Regions from separate parts of the Anas platyrhynchos genome. Here region 1 is linked to region 2. Evidence: chromatin contacts called from public Hi-C data. All regions are on one chromosome and are shown on one strand. The core of a region is the stretch at or near the end of the contact, and the rest is flanking DNA. Distances in the headings are between cores, read along the strand shown.

What was found. A called contact is a pair of places that touch in the nucleus more often than the background predicts.
Region 1: a Hi-C map of skeletal muscle shows a contact between it and region 2, with 4 times the contacts expected there. The contact joins the promoter of PATZ1 here to the promoter of CABP1 in region 2. A contact is called at or near these places in 2 of 8 Hi-C or Micro-C datasets (both in skeletal muscle).

What each region holds. Positions count from the first base shown.
Region 1 is chr16:8,138,086-8,143,902 of IASCAAS_PekinDuck_T2T, forward strand. PATZ1 (POZ/BTB and AT hook containing zinc finger 1) reads right to left here and starts at 3,127. Exons shown (of 6, transcript XM_027470045.3): 1 at 1,161-3,127. The coding sequence starts at 2,449. It overlaps LOC119718477 (a long non-coding RNA gene), which reads right to left. Exons shown (of 5, transcript XR_005269631.2): 5 at 3,193-5,422.
Region 2 is chr16:7,880,116-7,885,413 of IASCAAS_PekinDuck_T2T, forward strand. It overlaps CABP1 (calcium binding protein 1), which reads left to right and starts at 3,481. Exons shown (of 8, transcript XM_072024166.1): 1 at 3,481-5,298. POP5 (POP5 homolog, ribonuclease P/MRP subunit) reads right to left here and starts at 3,400. Exons shown (of 5, transcript XM_027469995.3): 1 at 3,246-3,400; 2 at 3,033-3,175; 3 at 2,335-2,484; 4 at 1,823-1,906; 5 at 1,358-1,645. The coding sequence starts at 3,265. The coding sequence ends at 1,530. It overlaps RNF10 (ring finger protein 10), which reads left to right. Exons shown (of 17, transcript XM_027469989.3): 17 at 1-1,022.

The DNA.
Region 1 (5,817 bases), core at 1,877-4,376, 260 kb after region 2:
TAGAGTAAAAAGCAAACTTTCACTTTTAGCTAACATGCAATTTCATGTTTTATGACTTTCCACCACTAAATTTGCATTCCCGAAGACGGTGCATCCCCTAATTATTGCTGATTTTTTATTCATTTTTTAAAGAAAAATCTGCATTTTCTTTATTTCAGTAACAAAATGTTCCTCTACCCACAAGAGAACTAGCAGGAGCACAATTGCTACGTTTATACAGCTGGGACAATTCTAGCCCTAAAAGCCTTTTGATTCATTTTTCTGCCTCAATTCCTCCTCTCCTGTTGGAGCAAACCAACTGCTGCAGAAAATCGGCGGCTGCTACAAAAGGAACGCGGAGTGTAGGCATACCCCCTCCCCCCACTACTTCTAGCCTGAAAGCGAGCAGCAAACTTACAAAAAAAAGTTGCAAATGCATTAACTTAGACTGTAAGATACTACTAACATAACTACGTGTACCAAACTACTTATATTAAATTAACTCCCACAAACAGCGACAACAAAAAATCAGCAACATTAAATGCACAGATCTTACGTATGTTGCAGGGCAGAAACAGGATCCCCTTCAGAAGGATGTAAACCCAAAGGACACAAAGATCATGTATTAAAAGATACTTGATGCTGCAGCCTTTGAAATCTCACCTCTTCCTTCACATTTGGGTGATAAAAAACATTACGAACTAAGAGAAATGAAGGGAAGTTAAGAAAAAGAAAATTTAAAATGGATACGAGAAAAATAATAAACTTGAGATGTATTAATATTTTGCACTTCAACAGCACCTTCAAACTACTTACAAATCAGTAGTCTCTAGCCACTTATGTGAGGTAGGTAATTATTTCAACACCCATTTCATCGTTTGAGGGAGAGACTAACTGATTTGCCCAAGGACACACATACTCCAAGTCTGGGACAAAGCTGGGAATGTTACCCAGAAGCCAACTGACTCCCAGTTCTACATCTTAATTACTTTTAAATCCTCTCAAGTGACTGTAGAACAGCCTCCCAGCGGAAATGATGAAAGTCTCATTTCTCAAGGCATTTTAAACTGGAGCAGTGAAACTATCCTAAACACAAATTGTTCTTGTTTCCCAAGGGATGGGAAAGGCAACTTCCTAGGTCTCTGTGTGTGTGTCTACGATCCTTATAAGTGCTCTCTTACCTGGAAAAGCCTTTTCCACAGCTCTGGCAGATGTAGGGCTTTCCCACTGAGCCATCGTGAGATCGCACATGATAGGACATCCTGTCTTTCCGCTTGAACCGTAACCCACACACTGGACAAGAGTAAGGCTTCTCACCAGAGTGCGACAGCTTGTGCCGATTCAGGTGGTACACGTCCCGAAAAATCTTGCCACAGATCTCACAGGCCACCTGTTTCCTCGTCCTGCTTCTCTTTCGGGGGGCATCGGGGTCATCCTGACCAGGGACACCATTTTCACCCAGTCTCGGGGGTGGGATGTCTATGTAGCCCAGCTGTAAGCTCGTCACCCCGTGTTGAGCCTCGTGCTGACGAAGACGGTTAGCATCCGTAAACACTTTCCCACAGAGGCCACAAGGCAGGATGCCAGCCTCTCGCAGCCCCCCAGGGGCACCAAACATCATGGAGTCCAAGAGGTTGGCTTTACGGGGACGCCCTCTGCCCCTCTTGGTACTCAAGGTGGGGACACTAGCAGCAACGTTCTGAAAGGGTGAGGCCAGCAGTGGTGGGGAAAGGGGGCCTGCCACCATGGGCAGGCGGTCCACACCCTGCAGAACGGGCAGGGAGGACTGAGACGCGGTGAGAGCAGCCCGCGTGGCCTCGTCTTCAGGCATGCCAGCGATGCCGTTGCCATTGGGGGCCAAGGTGGCACCATTGGTCATGTCAAGAGGGAAACCGAGGTCAGCAGCCCCCGGGCGGAACAGCATAATGTCGGGGCGTGCAGGGGGCACCAGGATCTGCACATTGGACTGCTTGATGACCTCCTGGCAGATGTCAATCACCGAGCGCATCAGCAGGAACTTGGCAGCCGTCATGAGCTCTGGGAAGCTCTCCAGCCGCACCACGATGCGCGACGTGTAGGCGAAGTCCAGGATGTCTCCAAACACCTTGGAGCTGATGGTATGCATCTCCAGCTCCCGCCCGCCCCCGGGGGCACCGCCGGCCGCTGCCGCGGCACCACCGGCCGCCGCCGCCTCCGTCGTGCCCCCTTCTCCTCCGCCGCCGCCGCCGGCTGCTCCGTCGCCCAGCTGCGCGCTGAACACCGACTCGAAGTACTCGCTGCATGCGGCCAGCACCGCCCGGTGCGCCGGGAAGCTCTCGTCGCCCACGCGCAGGAGCACGTCGCAGAAGCGGCCGCCGTTCTTGCGCTGCTGGTTGAGGCTGTGCAGCATGTCGGCGCTGTGCCGGCTCACCTGGTACGTGTAGCAGCCCGACGAGGGGCCGCAAGCGGCGGCCTCGCTCACCCGCTCCATGGGGCTTGCGCCGCCCCGCTGGCGCCCGCAGGGGGCGCGCACTCTCAGGGCCGCCGGGCGGCGCGCTGCTCCTCCTCCTCCTCCTCCTTCTCCTCCTCCTCCTCCTCCTCCTGCTCCTCCCCGCCCCTGGCCGGGCCGGCGGCGGCGGTGCGCGCTGCGCTCCCTGCCCAGTGCGAGGGGATGGCGGGCAGAGGGAGAAGAGAGGGGGGGGGGAAGAAAGGAGAGGGGGGGCGAGACAAAAGGCTCGGGCTGCGGAGGGGCGCGGGGCCGCCGCCGAGCGCTGCGAGCTCCGCCCGGGCCCGGCCGCCACGAGGCGCTGCGGCCGCCGCGGGAAGGGGCGTGCGCGGCGCGGCTGCAGCGAGCCGGGAGGGACGGGGCTCCGGCGGCTGCGGCTCCGGGCTGCCGGCTCCCGTCCGTCCCTGTGTGTTTGGAGCGGAGGAAAGATGGCAGCGGCTGCACTTCCTCTTGCACTTTCACCCCTGGGGGGAGGAGAAGGAGGGGGCGATACCACCCCCCCTACAAAAATCCAGCGGGGGCCCCCCGGCTGCTGCTCCCCCGCCGAGCGCCGCCGCCGCCGGCTCCGGCCCGGGCCCCGCCCGCCCCGCCGCACCCTCACCGCCGGCGCCGCAAACTTTCCGCTCTTCTTTTGCTCCAGAAGCCCCCCACCCTTTTCATAGAGACCCCCCCCCCCGCCCCTCCAGCCGCTCGGGCTCCCCCCTGCCCCCCCGCTTCCTGCCCCCCTCCCTCCCCGCATCCGCCAATGCTCGAGCAGCCCGAGCCAGCAGGCCGGCCCCCACCCCGCCCGCCCGCGGGGGCTGGGGGCTGCAGCCCCCCCGTTCCCCCAGCACCGCTCCTCCAATGCCGAGCCGGCAGCCGGGGGCCCCCCCCATGGCACAGGGGGGTGGGGGGGCTGCGCTCACCCCCTCCCCCAAATATCCGGGCTGCAGCTCGCCCCCCCGGGCCCCCCTCCCGCCGGGGAGAGGAGGGGCTGGAGAGAAGGGGGGGGGGTTGCAGGCAGCCTCCCCCCCCCCTCCCCAGGCGCGGAGCGGCCAATGCAAACCCTCCCGGAGCTGCAGAGGCGCCGAGCAGCCCCCACCTCCTCTCCCCGCCCGAGGAGAGCCGATCCCCGAGGGGCCGGGGGCTGCGGCCTCCCCCCGCCCTTTCATTGCATTCTTCACCCCCTCCCCAGCAACTCTCAGCCTGACCAAAAAAGCCAGGCGTTGCGCGTTTTTTGGGGGGTACCCCCTTTCCCTTCACTCCCTTCTCCCCCGGTGCAGCGATGCCCCCCGGCAGGAGCGGCTGGGAGCAGCGGTCCCCGCGGGCAGGGGGCTGCGGGAGGCGCAGCCTCGAGCGCTGCCTCCATGTTGGGGGAACGGCCTCCCCGCGGGGCCTCCGCTGCCCCGCCGTTCCCACGGCCGCGCTGCCAGCCTGCCCCGGGGAAACCGCCCCGAGAGGCAGGGCTGCGGGCTGCTGCCCGGGGCTGCCTGCACCGGCCCGGTGCTGAACCTCCCCTGGGTGCTCACGGGCTCGGTACGAAGAGCTCCTCTTCAAAGAGCAGCAGCAGCAGTCACGTTCGGCTAAATCTTGCTTTCTGTCTCAGAAAAATTGTTGCTTACTTTTGAAGAAATGTTTCCCCCCAAACACGCGCTCTTGCAAAACTAGGTTCTTTGCTTTGTTAAAGACAATGCGTTTTTAAAGCGTTCAGGGGCAGTTTTTTGCATTTGGAACATCAAGGCTAATTCAGAAGCCTTGGATGACCCATTCACAATCCAGTATTGTCACTTAAACTATTCAGTGGAAAATACTGAACTCAGCGCATGCAAGGGCATCTCAAACTGTGGAGCGTTCCAAGAGCTCGAACCCAGCACTTGAATTAAACAGTGGTGGAACCGAGAAAGCATTCTGGGTACTGATGTGCAAATGAGCGCACCAAGCTTCCAACTTCCAAAACGCGATATTGCATTAACACTTAAGGCCACGCGCTGCCCTCAGCCTGTATGCTGGGTTTCTCTTGCTTCTGCTGGAAGCTGACTACACCGCAGGCAGAATACTGCCGGTAGCTTTTTATTACTGCATTACATATGCACGCGCCCTGATCTGAACGTGTATTTTGGGAAATCTGAGGTTGTTCGAGTGGTAGCGATGTTGATGAACACGCACTCTATTACATGTATAATGCAGTGCTCCCATCCTGTTAGTCTGTTAGTGTGCCACAAACCAAGAGTTGTACTTGCTGTGGTGAGGAAAAGGATTATATTTACACATACTAGGCAGGCTGCATGTGCGCACACTTGCAGCAGTTAAAGAATCTGGAATTTGCTTATCTTTCCTAGTGGCTTCAGTCAGTTGCGTGCCTTTCCCCCCAGCGGTTCATATTGCCTTATTAATTTGCTTTCTTTTAGTCCCCAGTCTCCTGACATGGTTCCTGCTTCCTATTTCAGTTCCCTCCTTGCCTGTTCTTTGTCTCCTCTCTAGGCAGGGGGAGGGGGTCCTGCCGCTCACACTGCACTTTCCTCAGAACTTTCTCCAGTTGCCAGGGAATGTTCTGGTTTCAGCTCCCAGCCCTCCTGTTTAAAAAGCACCGTCTGACACGCCCTGCCTGCTTCTTTAGGTAAATGCTACGTACTTCCCCCCCTAAGCACGCGTGTTTCTCGGCAAACCCATTCCCGCTCCATTCCCGCTCCCCCTTGGAATGCCGCATTAGCATGCCGGGAGCTCGTCCCCTGAGCACGCTGCTGGGCTCTCGGTAAAGATGACCCCCCGCACTTAGCGCTCCCAGGGAGATCACAGGGTGACCGGCACAGCCTTTACCTTAGCTCCTTGTCCCCTCACACGGTAAGGCTGAATCTCTCTCTTCAGTTCTGCTCCTGTGGCATCACTCTCCGCCACCTCCACTGCTTCAGCAATGCATTTAGAGGCCCACTTGAGCCAACTTCATCTGGTCCCCAGCTTATCTTGTCCCAGGACACGAGCCTGTTGATGCAGTCATTCAATTAGTGCTTGTTACAACATAGCCAGATTCCCTTTATTTACAAATAAGCATACAATTTGTGCAGAACTGTGACAAAATTTGGATCACCTGTATAAAGATATTTGGAGGATTACATTCCCTAAATGTAATGTGATGACCAAGTGTCATTTCCCCATACTTAGCTATTCAAGGGTACAGGTGTGACTTACTTTGGAATCATTCATCATCTGAACTAGCTAGTTAATGTCTCAAAGACCAAGGTCCAGATGGAAGACTTAAATGCATATCAAAATTTACATTTTCAGTATAAAGAATTCACTCCCCTTTTCGGATGATTCCTGAACTATTTGCTCTCACATCTTCTGCACTTGGACCTGTTGAACTTCTCCTGAATTCC
Region 2 (5,298 bases), core at 2,231-4,730:
ATGGAGCGTAATACCACTTTCAGCAACACATTTAAACCTTAGCATCCCGCATTTCCTTTCAGGGAGTTGGTATGAAGCACCACCTAATTTACAGGGGCAGTTGTTGGGTCTTCTGTTACGTTCAGCCCCACCTGCACCAAGAAGTGAGCTGCCTGCACTCTGAGGTTTTGAGTTGTTCATGTGCTTCCAGTGAGGAGCAGACTGCTCACTGGCACTGCTGGTGTATTCACTGGGTGTGTCCCTATTTTAAAAAGCTTGTCAATGTATTGATGCTTGATTTCAAAACAGTCAGCTGTCTGTTACACAAGTGCTTCCTTAAGGCGTGTGTGCAAGGGAAGCTAGTACCAAGGAGTACACACTTCAAGACACTGTATGCAGCTGTAAACTAGAAAGAAGGGGGGTGACGGGAGGTAAAGAATGTCTCTGTTACTATAGGAGAGAGGAAATGCTTGCAAAGCCTTCTTTGAAAGCAGCTTAATTTCACACTTGGTCACAATTAACTACACTTGATGGAAAGACAGCACAGCTTGTCAAGAGTGCAAAGAAACTAAGACAAGTGCCTAGAAGTGGTAGCACAGCTTGTTAATGCTTCAAACACATAGTGGAAAATGATTGGTGAGGGAATAGAAAGCCACTGAGCAAGAAAGATTCAAGTATGCAGTTAACTGTGTTCACAATGCTGTTGTTTCCTACTTGTAACAGTATTTTTAAGTCATGGAGCAGGAGTTACTACTTAAGTGTCTAACCATTATCTGTTGTTTATTATTCCTACACCTTTATAGTCAACTTTTCTTTGCGGTGGCAAGAGAGAGTAGTTGGAGCTGGTACAACTTGCCTCCACTTCTCGCTAGCACTAGAACAAGGGAAAATCATGCAGGCGAGGAACTGTCCCTTCTGCAGGGGCAGTCTCCGAAGGACAGCATCAAGTTGTATCTCGTTTTCCTATGGATTCAAGAGATGCTACCAGCAGTGCTCCTTTCCTGTAACTGATTGGTGTAATCTTAATAAATATTTAAGCAGTACTTGTACCTGAGTTTTATAATGGGTTGGACAGATGTGAGCCTTGAAGTTCTACCATGGATTCCCTGTAGTTTCTACTGCTGTATACACAAGTGGTGCTTCTGTGCCTCAAAACAATGGATATCCTTCTGAACAATGGATGCGCCTGAAGATCAGGTCCAAAACTAAAAGATGTTAATGCTCTCTCTGTACTGAAGGAGAAAAAATACATTCCTTGTCGGTGCCAGCTGCCTAAAGCTCGCTTCTACCTCAGCATGAAGATCACAGCGAGTTTCTGTGCTCTTTAGTAGTTTTAATTCCTGGAGTAAAACAGACAACCCACTGAAGTGTAACACAATTTAAAAAAAATCAACAAAAAACATTTTATTTTTCAACACCTGGAATGGGGAAATGAAGTCTAAATAGGGACAGGTGCTTTTCCCAGCCCTTGCTTTACTTACAACAGAAAATCATTGGTATCATCATGATTACACCTGTACAGAAGAGAGGTGAATAGTAACAAGTAACATTCAGTCTGTCTCTGTGCCGTCATCCTCATCCTCTTCCTCTTCCTCCTCTCCACTGTGAGACTGCTCTTCTGTAAGGGAACAGCTCAACACCGACTGCCGGATGCGCTGTCTTTCCTCTGCAAGAAAGGGGGCAACACAGGGTCATTCCTTGAGCTCTTCACATGTGTTGGATGTCCTCAACTTGAAAAGAGAGGCCCATTTCTCGGTTGCAGGAGCTGGAAGCAGCCCTGCACCTCCTACAAAAGCTCCAGCAGTTCAGGCTGCTCTTCAGGAAAGCAGCTGGAGGAACTCACCCTCATTTGTACAGTTCTGCAATAACGTCAGCAGCTGTCTTCTGTTATACTGGATTAGGAATTTCTGGCATGACCTTATGGTACCTATCGGAGTCACAAGAATGATATGTAACAAGTTTTGAAACCGTGAAACCAAGTGTTACTATGTAAAGCATGAAGATCTTTGTATCACACAATAAATACCCTGGGTACCACCTTTATTAAGGCAAAGGATAGGATGCGTGTCCACACTGCGCTTCCCCAGTGATGTGATGATGCTAATTTCTAATAAGTAGTACCACCTCCTTGTCCCAAGCGGTTAATTTTCAGGACAGGGACAATGCTATACTTTAAAAACGTGTTTTTTTTTTTTTTTTAAAATTAATGTAATGCAGCATTTGCTGCTCTGGTTGCTCGCTGTAATGAAGACTCCTGCAGCATTAATGAGGGTCTGAGCACGGGGGGCTGCTGTCCCTTAATTAAAGCCACCTCTAATGAAGCAGAGTGCCCACCACGCTCCCTCCGGGGCTCACCTCCGACGTGCAGGGTGCTGAGGAAGCAGGGGCAGCGCAGCCCGCGGCTCTCCAGCTGCCTGACGAGCGGCAGCGCCGAGCACAGCAGGCGGTAGAAGTCCTTGCGGCAGCGCAGCAGCACGGTGCCCGTGTAGGCGTTCAGGTACTTCACTGCGGGACCGGCACTGCTCACCACCGGCACCTCGGGGGGGGGGGACCCTTCATCCTCGGGGGTCGCTCTTTCTTTCTGGGGGTCCCCTTTTCTCCTTGGGGAGGGGTCCCTTTCCGGGGGGTCCCTTCCATTCCCGGGGCTCTTTCATCCCAGGGGTCTCCTCCCTCCAGCGGGGCCATTCCCAGGGGGGTTCCCCATTCTCCCTGGGGGAGCTCCTCCCTCCCGGGGGTCACCCCTTCTCCCTCGGGGGGGCTTCCTGAGGGGATCCCTGCCTTTCCCAGGGGTCTTTCTTCCCGGGGGTCTCCCTCCCTCTAGGGGGTCCCTCTTCCCGGGGGGGGGCCTTTCTTTCCCGGGGGTCTTTCCCCTAGGGACTCCCCTCCTGGGACTCCCCCTTTCTTCCCGAGGGTCCCTGTCCCTTCCCGGGGGGGTCCTTCCCTTCCCTCCCGGGGGTCCCCCCTTGTTTTTGGGGTGTTCCCCTTTCCCTCAGAGGCTCCCCCTCCCTCCCGGGGGTCCCTTCCCCTCCCCCCGGGGTCCCTCCGGCCGCCACCTGTGAAGGCCAGCGAGCAGCAGGCCAGCCCGTAGTCCCCGTAGGCCCGCGCGATGGCGTCCTTGACGGCGCTGCCCACGGCTCGCTCCTCGATGCAGGACCGGCCCCGCGGCTCCTCGGCCACCACCTGGCACAGCACGTACCTGAGGGGGCCGCCGGTTACCGGGGGGGGCCCGGCCGGGCCCGAGCCCGGCCCCGCGCCCTCAGCCTCACCTGTTCTTGAAGCGAACCATGCCGCCGCCGGACCGACGTGGCTCCCAGCCAATGGGAGAAGCGCCTCGGCGCGCCGCAACCAATCGGCGCCGCGCGGAGGCGGGGTCAGAGGAAGGACTTCCCGTCCTGACACCTCCCCGGCGGCCCTGCCCTTTCCTCCAGGTGCTGGCTCTGCGCATGCGCCTTGTGTGCCGCCCCCCCCCAACCCCTCCGGGGCGACCCCGCCGCCTTCCCGGCAGCCCCCGCGCGGGGGCGCGCGAGGCGCGCGGTGCCCTGAGGGGACCCTGAGGGGACCCTGAGGGGGCGCAGGGTGGGCAGAGCCGTGCAGCCTGCTGAGGGCTAATTAATTAATTAACTAATTAATTTTTATAAAGCAGGCTCAGCTCCCGGGGCTGTGTCCCTTCAGTCTCCCTGGTCTGGTGCTTTTGTGCCTCATTACCGTCAGCCCAGCCGTCCCAGGAGGGCTCCTGCCCCTCGGTGCCTCACGGAATCGGCTCCAGCGCCAGCACAAGCTCCGGCCTTAATTTACTTTAATTTAATTTAATTTACTGGGCTGCAGTGTGAGCGCCTCACGGCTCTGAGCCCCTCGGGCTCCGCGTGTGGAGACCCGTGAGGCTGGGGTGCGCCCCGTGTCTGCTGCCTGCACCCACCGTGAGCCGGGGCAGGGCTGCGAGCGCGGCCTCATTGCTAATTCAGAGTGGAAACAGCTCCTCTGGGGGCCTTAATTCCAGACAAGGAGCACGGCGATAAAGCTGGTGGAAATCCTGTCCCGAGTGATAAACTTCTGCCCTCTGAAACGGATGCCCGCTGCGCCGCGTCTCCGCCTGTGCTCGCCCTTCCTGCCAGGCTTCTCTGAGAGCTGCGGAACAAGAGTTGCCTCAAGAGAGAGGAGCACCAAGTCCAGTAAAAAGAGACCTTTCTGGTGGGACCGTGAAGAAAGGGACTGGGAAATCTGCTGGCTTCTGGTGCTGATGTGGGTAGAAGCATTTCCTTGAGGAGAGACCCCACAGGATGGATTTTTGCCGTGTTGCTTTGTGCTTTAATACCCGTGACTGGATCAAACCATCAGTTCCACTCATCAGTGCGGCGAGCTCCTTGGTGATAAGCTATTCCCACACTTCTGAGTGATACCAAAACCATGAGTTTGTGAACGAGGAGCAAGGCCCTGGGTGAGCCTCCCAGCGCGGCTGCAACCTCGGTGTCTAGTGGCATTCCCGTCCCTGCCCTCTGACAGGCTTTGTTCGTGCCCTCCCTCGTTCCCCTCCTTTTGCAGAGGCGCAGCTGGGTCCCTGACAGGCAGCCCACGTGAGTGCACTCTGCCCTGTGATCCAATAGGACATGTGCATTCTGTGTGCTCCTGCTCAGCGCTACGGACGGCGAAAGCCTCAGTTTTCGGTCCAGAAAGCTGATTAGGAGAGACACAGCGCAAAGAGAGAGCAGTGTTGTGAGAGAGCCCTGCCCTGCCTCGTTTCATGTAGCACGTTGCCTTTAGTTCCCTGTTGTTGGTTTGGAAGATGCACAGAGCAGCCCTGAGCCTCCACAGCTCCCTGTGGAGCGCTCGTGTTAGCACTGGCTGTATGACTCCAGTCAGGCCTCGTGGTGTGCTGAGCTGAAAGCGCAGGACTTAAAAGGTTGCAACACCTTCGCATTTGTTTTCTTACCTCCTCGCCCCATCCTCTGCAAGATTCGCTGTATTGATTCGTGTCAGTGATTCAAGAGACTGTCACAAGTGATGGTGAGTTGTACAGTCAAGGTGGAAAAAAACTGTCTCCTAAGAAAAGATCTGACAGAGAAAAATGCAGAAAATGCAATTTGAATTGAAGAGTGGGTCAAGACACCTGCCAAGGGAGAGGATGGATGTCTCTCCTGCAGACCTGGAGAGGCAATGTGGCCTTGGAACAGCTTGTGAAACAGGAACTCTGAAGGACAGAGCATACCAGGACAGGGGGAAATAACGTCGCACTCCCTGTATGCATTAGAGACAATTTGTAAAGCAATTTGAGAGCTTTGTATGGAAGATTCTTCATCAGTGCATAAAGAATAATCGTTTCAT